Linked DNA regions of Cricetulus griseus: region 1 is linked to region 2. Evidence: chromatin contacts called from public Hi-C data. All regions are on one chromosome and are shown on one strand. Each heading gives the region's core, a stretch centred on a gene start, on an enhancer-like site or on the middle of the called end of the contact. The rest is flanking DNA. Distances are from core to core; before and after follow the strand shown.

Region 1 (4,514 bases), core at 313-2,812, 36 kb after region 2:
GAAATATCCTCTGAGGTGCCCCCAGCCTGTGTGGGTATACATGCGCACGGTCAGTAGAAGGTGCATATCTGCGCTCTGTGTGTGACAGAGAGATGTGTTGTATGCTGTGATGCATGTATACATGTGGCATTGTGATGCGCGTGTGCAATGGTGTGTGTATATGTTGGAGTGTATGTGCATTTGTATTAACATGAATCCTTGGTATGTGTGATATGGTATGATTGCACAGTGTCTGATATGCTATCTCGTGTCATGGTGTGTGCATATGTAGACGTATTTGAGGTATATGTGGTTTGTGATGTGTGTATGTAAACATATGAATGTTTGTATATGTGTATGTGATATGGTATGGTGAGCATATGTGGTGTGGCATATGTTTATATGGTGTGATGCATATTTCTGTGGACTGTGTGTAGTACATATACACATGTCCATTATGATGTGATATGGTGTATGAGTCCCTCTGAGTATGTGGCTGGTGTAGTGTGCATGTGTACAGAAGTATTTGTGGTGTATGTGCTTATGTGCGTGCATGTTTATCTTCATAGTATATGGTATAGTATGTATACGTACCATGTTTGTACTTGTTGATGTGTGTGTGTTGAGTATTTACATGTGTTTTATAATGTGCATATGTGTGTGTGTTTGTCATGTGAGGTATGTGCATGCACACTTATCAGTGTGAACACATACTGGTCATGTGTTTTATATGGTGTCTATGTACCTGTAGAATAATGTGTTTGTGTGGGTTGTTTATATTTGTGATGTGTGTTTAGGTTGGTGGTGTGTGGCAGTGACTGTTAACGTGAGCATATAGTTAAGTCAGCATCTTGGAGTGGTGACACCATGGTTCTCATGTGGACACCCCTAACCCTGCACAATCCGGCAGGCCTGGTCCTGGAAGGAGAATGTGCTGGAATCAGGGACATCAGGGCGCTACACAGTGGAGACAGTGAGCACCGAGGAGGGCGTTATCTCCACGCTGACCATTAGCAACATTGTGCGTGCTGACTTCCAGACCATCTACAACTGTACAGCCTGGAACAGCTTCGGCTCTGACACAGAGATCATCCGACTCAAGGAACAAGGTGAGAACTTCCAGAGTGCCCAGGGGACCAGGGAAAGCAGGCCAGATCCAGATCCAAGGGTGAGGCATAGTGCTCTTCCTAAATGCCACACAGCCTCACATAGCTACCTTCTGCAGCAAGGGGCATTGGCCCCAGCCAGGGAACAAAAACTACTCTGAGTGGTGGCCTCTGGGGCTGTTCAGGAAAGGGAGACCACAGAGTTAAGCTGGGATCATGGTGGTGATAAACACTCAATGGCTTCCAAAGGCCCTGGCTTCCACACATTCTGCCCAAGCATGGGACAAAGCTAAAGCTGAAGGGCAGCACTGCTAATGTGAGGGGGTGGGGCTGGGCTCAGAGCTCTTGCAACCCCCAGGAGACACCTGGACCACTGTACCCTAGAAGAGACACTGGCTAGTTCTGGAGCACAGAGCAGCTGGATTTTGAGAGAGGAGGAAAGAGGAAGTAAGCTTACCTCACCATGACCCATCACTATGACCCCATATGCCCATTGCTTAGTTCCTGATCTTAGCTAGGAATTTGGTCTTCTGCTGCTCATGGTGGTGTGTGCCTGAACTCTCAGTTACATGGTACATTGAGGTCACAGGATCACTTGAGCCCACACATTCAAGAACAGACAGCAAGCCCTCGTCTCAGAACAAACACTAGAACTCCAGTCTCCATTTAGTTAAAGTTCTCTGGCTCAGACTAGCAAAGGGAAAGTCCCAGGAAGATGAGAGAGCCAGGTCAGAGAAGTTCACTCAACACATAGCAGCAGCACATTAGGTCCCAAAATGGGCTGCAGATCTTCCCTCTGCCAATCAGTGACCAGCCCTGGGGTTCAGGGGTGGTGTTTAGCAGGCCTGGGCCTCTAAATCAGAGGTTAGAAGCCCAGCCAGTAAAGTCAGTCATGAGGTGGCCATGCTCACACCTACATATCAAATGTCTCAGTGTCTTCAAACACCTCTTCCTAATAGGTGCTGCTTTGCATAGCGCTTTGCATATAATTTGCATAATACCATCCACACATCATCCAAACCTCCCTGGTCCCCTGTTGCCTACCCTCTTTGTCTTCCCCTTGGTGCCCTTACCCCTGTGCCCTCCTTTAGTAGTCTCACCCACCCCTAGAATCTCCCCTCCAGGTTTGGCTTTTCTCTGTCCCTACCCCTGTTCCGGAGGGCCAAGTCAGGCTGGATGAACTCAAGTTCAGTTGGGGGAACCTGGATCTATGCGACGGCCCCAGAGACATGACAGAGGAGGGAATCTCCCCTTCACCCCTCCAGGTGACCAATTCCCTGTCCCACCCCACCCTGGCCAGCGAGGCCCTGGCTGTGGACGCTTGCTTTATTTCCAAACAGGTTCGGAAATGAAGTCGGGAGCCGGGCTGGAAGCAGGTACGGAAGGAGCAGATGAGAACTGCCCGGGATGGAGGGAGGGACTCTTGGCTAGTAGGGGAGGGGCTCAAAATGGGGCAGGGAGGCTGCTAAGTTCTCTGTCCTCCCCAGGCCAAGGGCTTAGTGAAGTCAGAGCAGTGGGAGAGGGGCTCCCAGAAGCTGGCGTCCAGGGACCCCAAACACCTGCCTGATACCAGAGAAGCCCAGGGCTCCTTCCTCCTCAGGACACAGCTCTTGCTCCTCTCCCACCCCTTGTCCTCAAAAGTCCTGGTTCCCATCCCTTCCCTGGCCTCCCTCTACTTCCAGGCCCTCCCTGACTCTGCTCCTCGGCACCATCACCAGCTCAACATCGCTCCCCAGGGGCCTGTGGCCTATTTCATCCATGCTTGCTGGCTCACCACCTTCCCTGCTCCCTGTATCCCTTATGGATGCTTCATCTCATCATCAAGCCAAGGCTGCTGGACACTGCCCCTTCAGGGCTCCCGCAGCAAAGTGGTCATCAAGCTCATGGGTTGATTTGCTCCATCTAGACAACCATCCCCTCTGCATCCCCAGGCAGGACACTAGAGGAGAACAGCAGGACTTGGTGAATCCTACTCCTCAGGGCTGGCCAAAGGCATAAGGTTCCTCTATCTCAGTTCTCTGTCCCCACTGGTTGTCTGGCCTATGCCACTCCTTTAATTAGCTACATATGGAGCCTGCATCCCCCACTCCCTGGACACACACGCTCTTCTCAGAGTACCAATCTAGATCACAAGCATCCCACAGAGGCCCCTGTGACCCATCTAGAGGCAGCATGTAATTATCTGCCACTTTCTAGAGAGTCTCTGGACTCTCTAGAAGTCCAGGTCCTGTGGAGGTGCTGGCCCTCTCCTGTCCCTGTTTCATACTCCTTCCTCCTTCAGTGGCTAAGACCCCTCATTCCCATCCCCTTCCTTAGATGGAAAGGACCAAGCAAGAGAACCCCTCCCCAGTCCCTCCCAAAGGAATGTTCTGTCCAGAAAGAAGTAGCTAAGATGGCGAAAGTCAAACTGAGAGGGTAGCAAAGGAGGAGACATACTGGGACTTGGTAAGGGATGCCACCAGGGGGCTAACTGCCTTGACAGATCACTTCTCCTCTGCCACTGCCTACCCAAGATGCACCCACCCCCTGCTGTTAACAGCTCAAGAAAATGTGGACTTAGAGGGCACAAGTCAGGTTTGACCATCATTCTGTTGCCTCAGCTCTCTGAGTTATGGATGAAAAGTTGAAACCTGGGGATTTTAAGGGAGCATGCATTGGCCCCGAGATGAGCTGAGATACTCCTAAGTTTAACCTAGGAAACTTACTAGGAATCCTAAGAGTGCTAGATCCAACACAAAACAAAGAAATTCAAACCACAGAACCAACAAGATTTAACCAGGAAACATCTGTTTGTCAAAGGCAGCTTGGCTGAGATCACATCTTTTTTTCCGCAGCCCTGATTTCTAAGCCCAAGCCCAACACCTCCCCTTTAAACCCTTGAGATGTGCCATTCTTACCTCCTCTTGGTCACCTTCTGTCACCTCTGCAGTAGTCTTGGTCACTGGTAGGTAGGTAACAAAAGAGTCCAGTGTGAACCCTGGGGTGGTGAGAAACCAGGTATGTCTAGAGGGTGCCCACCCACATCAAAGCAACAACTCAGGGAGCAGAATGCCAGGGTCTATCTCTCTTTAGTAAAGAGGGGGGGGTCAAGGTAGCATAGCACTCACTTAGTATGCATGAAACCCTGAGTTTCATTCCCAAAACTGCAGGAAAAAAGAGAACAATGATGATCTGGCCACAGCTCCAGAACAAACACCTCGCCCTCTGCGGGTCATCCAAGCAGCCACACCGATGAATGTGGGTGGGGAAACAGCTCAGGCATTCAGAGGGATTTCCTCTCAGTTAGGATCCTCACACAAAGCAAATGGAACAAATCCTTGATGAGAGCTGGGCCCCTGGCTCTAGTCCAAGACCTTCCTTCATGTTCTTTCACCATAACAACCTCTGAAGTCACACTGTTGCTACTGCATTTTACAGATAAGAGACATG
Region 2 (4,762 bases), core at 180-2,679:
TCTCTGAACACCCTGCAAGCAGAGGCCAAAGATACCTGGGAATTACAGGGTCAAGATGAGGGCAGGAGGGCAGAAGGCTGGTGAGCAGGGCTGCCAAGCTGCAGGGGCGATCTGTGAGAGACTCGAACTTTAGAGACTACATGTCAGTATCCACTAAGCCTCAGTCTGCATTCTGATTCGGTTACCTTCGGCAGATTTTACCTAAGCAGTTTTCCTCATGAACTCAGATTCCTCACCTGTAAAAAAGAGGTCTTAGTAGATCCTGCTTCAAAGGGCATTGACAATAAAACAAAAAAACAGTTGACATAGCCAATGCCTTTCTCATAACCACTAAGCAAACGTGGCATAATCTGGTAGCTCTTAAAAGCCCTCGCCTCATTCATAACATAAACCTAATCTTAATAACCCCACGTGATAAGTATTTTATTACCCCACTTCTCAGATAAGAGGGCTCAATTTATCAGGTTGTTTAACTTGTCTGTAATAATAATAAAAAAAAAGCCTCATAAAATGGTGAGTCTTTGCCAAGTTCAGCCAGGCAAATACACATGCCACAGTGTGTCCTGTGTTACATGTGCTGTTCTGGGTGCAGAGGATCCAGGACTAGGGAAGTTACCATGGAGGCAAGGAGAAAAGGCAAAAGATACTCCATAGGACATGATAGAGTTTGATATAGGAAGATGCCTGAAATACTACAGAATAGAGGCAGAAGTGGCTTGGCCCAGCTGGAAGACTTTGAAAGATTACTTGAAGAAGGTGACCTCTTAGTTGGTCTCAAAGGTTGGGTAAGCACAACCTGAAAGGAAGTCAGGTTGGAGAACCCCTGCCTCCCCAGTTAAAGACCTGAAATTTGCAGGGGACCTTCTCTAAAACACTGTCCTCTGACTTAATGGACAGCGAACAGTCTGCCTGTCCTCCAATCTGAGCTAAGAAAGAATGAAGCCAATAGCGAGACCGAGAGCCCCCAAACCACCATCATTGTCTAGTCCTCCTATTTGCACCCATTAGGCTGTAATTTCTTCTGGCAGACCCCCAGAGCAGGGCTCCTCGAACATGGACACGCACAATGTCCTGGGTCTTTACCAAGCTCACGAGTGAAATGTAGCCTCTGGAGGTAACTGGAGTCTCACTGTCAGTGCCAAGAGAGGAGCCATGTCTGGCATTGCACACCATAAGATCCACAGTTCATGACACCAAGGAGGGGAAGCAGCAAGGCTGTAGCTGAGTAAAATGAAGAAGACTCTGAAGATGTGACAATTGACCCCAGAAACCTCAGCTGCCCTTGTCCAACTCTAGTCAACACTGAGACTCAAGGCCCAGACCCAAGCTGTTTCCCTATCCTTCCCCAGAGCTGCTGAAGCATAGGCTGGGGTAACCCCCGAAACAGGAAGTACAAAGTGCCAGCAAACCTATACTCTCTCAGTCAAATGTCATCGAGCTTACCCTGAGCCCTTCTCTCAAGCCTGTGCATGAGGCAAATCAGGTTGCTGCCCCTCCTCTGCTAAGATGGCTCATGCCCCAAGGAGACAGACTAAAAACCACTTCTAATTTTAAGCCTCCCCAGCTCCATCTCCCTTCCTAGGAATTTTATGCCAGAAGTTCTTCCATAGCTGCCCAGTCAGACCAAGGAAGGACTTTGATCACCACTCCCCAAGTGTACCCTTAATGAACATGCACACACAGAAACACACACTGGGGAGGGAGGCTCATGGAGGGAGGAAAAGAAGGGAAAGGACAGAGGCTATAAAAACATGGACCTCAAAAACCAATGTCTTTGCTTCCTCTCAAGAAGATCTTTCATTACATATTCAACAAATGTATATCGCAGGCTCTCCATGAGTTGGGTACCAACTTAGGCCCAATGCCAGGAGGGCCACAACAGACAAGGTCATTCTTTGCTCTCCAGTCATGAAGAACATAAAATGAGAAGTATAATGGAAAGCCATGGGTGGACAGGTCAAGCCTCTCTGAGGAGGTAATGTAATGGCACCCTCAGGGACCCTTAGGCAAAGGGGCTGATGAGCCAGGACCTGGAGAAGAAGGAAGATGGGCAGACTGGTGTCTCAAGGACCCAGGGAAGATGGTAAAGGTGTTTGTGGGCAACTCTTGAGTTCAAGTCATGTTTCAAGTACAGTGGGGAGCTCCAGGGGATCCGGGGCAAAAGAGGAACACAACCCACTCAAGTGTTTCCTAGACCAGTCCACTATAGAATGGAGAATTCACTGCTGATATGTTAAAGGCCAGCTCTGTCCCCCAAAGCCTAAGTTCTGTGAGTTCCCCCATGCTGGCTGAAGGCAGGAAGAGTGGCTGGCTGGCCTCCCACCCTTCCAGCTGCCACACAGAACCTTCTGTGTGGATGCTGCTGACTCACAAGGCAGTTGTGCTCAGATGGCCATCTGTGGAGCCAACCATCTGGGTTGATATAGTATCTGAGGAATTCCTGGAAACCCAGCCAGGAACCCTCTTGGGTGACCAATGGACTCTGGAGAAAACATCCTCAGCATTGTCCAAGAGTGTACCTGGGCTGTTCTTAGGGTTTGGCCAATGAGTCAAGTGATCTTAGCCCTGTATGATCACTGAATAGCAATGCAGTGAGATGACAGCAGCTCCAGAATGGGGCAACAGTCCTCCAGCCCCAGCCCCAGGCAGCCTTCCATCTAGCTGATGTGCAAAAAAAGAAACCTTGGCCATGAGCTCCAGCTCAAAGTTCATGGCCATCCCAGGGAGAACTTAAGGCTCAGTGGTGTTTCCCAACAGCTTCTAGATGCAGAATCCTGTTGAAGGGGGTGGGGGAGGTTTAATTTATTAACAAATAAAGCTTTACCTCCCTAGCTGTGCCTTCCAAATCCACTCCTTCCCTCCCTTGTTTCCTCCCCGGTATCTTTGGGCCAGCCTCTTTCTTTTTTCAATAGAATTAGACTGTATTGTCTCCCCACCCTCCAATGAGACCCCCTTGTTCTCCACATCAGAGTTCAGGGAGGATTTTCAGAGGCTCCCCACCCACACAGAGAGAGATGGGTACCCCATACTGTCCACTACAGGGCGGGTACAAGAAAAAGGGCACAGCAGGGAGAGAGACCCTAGGTGCTACCCAAACCCTGGGTGACAGGAAGGTCAAGGACAAAGATCCACGACCCCTGTGGTGGGGACCAGTACCGGGAGGGTCCGCTCCCCTCTGTTCAAGCCAGCTGGGTGAGATATATTCACCCTGGCTGGCCCTGCTTGTAGCAGGGTCAAAATCAGAGACTGCCTAGGCTCCACTGGGTCTTCCCCAGGCTTCAGTCCCCCAACAGTTAATGCAAATTTAGTTCCTGACTGACAACAAGAGCGACACCAAAACAGTCAACTATTTTTATCTCCAGATTAATCACAAAAAGGCTAACACTTCCACCTTCCTTGTGATTAAAAATTAGGAGACCAAACTCCATAGTGGTTCAGGATAATAACCAATCCTGTGAGGGAATGTATGAATAATGCATCTCCAGGCCTGGGCTTCTCTGAGACTTCCTCCCTTCCCCACATGGCCCTCGCAATGTACCCCCATCTGAATGGAGAGGTAATGAGTACACACACACACACACACACACACACACACACACACACACACCCCTCCCAGCTGAGCTACATCTGCCAAGAACGAGTGTTGATTTCTATTCAGCCGATGGCCCCCAAACATCCTCCCTCCTAACCCACCCCACCCCACCCACCCTGCCCCCACCCACCCCTCCCACCCCCATCTGGTGTTCAGCGAGGCGAAGGCCAATCAATAATGCAAGGCTACATGAATAACCAGCATGATAACCACTTATTTGGGAAGATGTAATCAGGACCCATTCTGAGGGTGGATGTTTGTGTGTGTGAATGTGTGTGCATGCCTAAGAACTCCCACAACACAGCCCCTCTCCCCTCCCAGCTCCCCTCATCCCCAATCCTACTAAAGCAATCTCCTCTAGCACAACACTGGTGAAGCAAGAGAGAAGGGAGGTATAGGGCCTCTGGTATGAGCTTCTAGGAAGAACACACACACACACACACACACACACACACACACCTTGATCAGAATACAGAGCAGCTCTATGCACCTAAACCAAAAGCACAGAGGAAATCTGGTACCCAAACATGGTTACTCTTCCACATCCTGGGGGACCAGCTTCATGCTCTGGGATCTCATTGGTCAGAGAACATGCTGGCAACAGGATTGATGAAACTTCCCCCAGAAGGTTGCCAACCAACACCTGTCTCGTTCTAACACATGTCAGTGCTAAAGGGAGTGCTCACACTTTCTTCCTGAAGACACTGCCTTACTGTCATCCTCTCACCCAGGGTACCTTCTGCCATCCATATCTCTTGACCCATCATTCCAAGGCAGAGGATGCCAATGGGGCCAGGAGGTCCTTCTGCCCTAGGACCAGTTACTCTAGTCCCAGCCCAACTCAGGAAAGAGAGCTCCTCTTTTTTGAGCACCCAGAGCTGAGAAAGGGACTGCCTATACTGAGAGCTGAACAGAACCACCCAAATTTCCACAGAATACTGCAAGCCCCAGCCCTCGCTGCTGGAGGGGCCCAGCCTACCCCCACTGCAGGAAGCTGAATCCCTTTCATCAGTCTCTAGTCACACCCCCACTGATGGAAAGCCCTAATTAGGCCCCCTTTGCTCTCCAGCCACGCCTGCACCAAGGAGGTCACAGGCACTAATAAGAGGGTACAGTGGGCACAAGCAGTTGGTTATCTTCAGTGTCCAGCTCATACCCGCCTGCCTCTTC

What was found. Hi-C and Micro-C count contacts between places; a contact is called where the count stands out from the background.
Region 1: a Hi-C map of liver shows a contact between it and region 2, with 2.4 times the contacts expected there. The contact joins two enhancer-like sites. A contact is called at or near these places in 4 of 8 Hi-C or Micro-C datasets (the CHL-YN cell line, the CHO-K1 cell line, fibroblasts and 1 more).

The regions. Positions count from the first base shown.
Region 1 is chr4:147,378,744-147,383,257 of CriGri-PICRH-1.0, forward strand. It overlaps Kirrel3 (kin of IRRE-like protein 3), which reads left to right. Exons shown (of 13, transcript XM_035443560.1): 11 at 890-1,088. Among named protein-coding and RNA genes, the nearest start is that of St3gal4, 29 kb to the right of the region's middle. Within about 2 kb of position 1,563, at least 1 of the 6 cell types and tissues checked has open chromatin away from gene starts, as enhancers often do.
Region 2 is chr4:147,342,617-147,347,378 of CriGri-PICRH-1.0, forward strand. All of the region lies in intron 3 of Kirrel3 (kin of IRRE-like protein 3), which reads left to right. Among named protein-coding and RNA genes, the nearest start is that of St3gal4, 65 kb to the right of the region's middle. Within about 2 kb of position 1,430, at least 2 of the 6 cell types and tissues checked have open chromatin away from gene starts, as enhancers often do.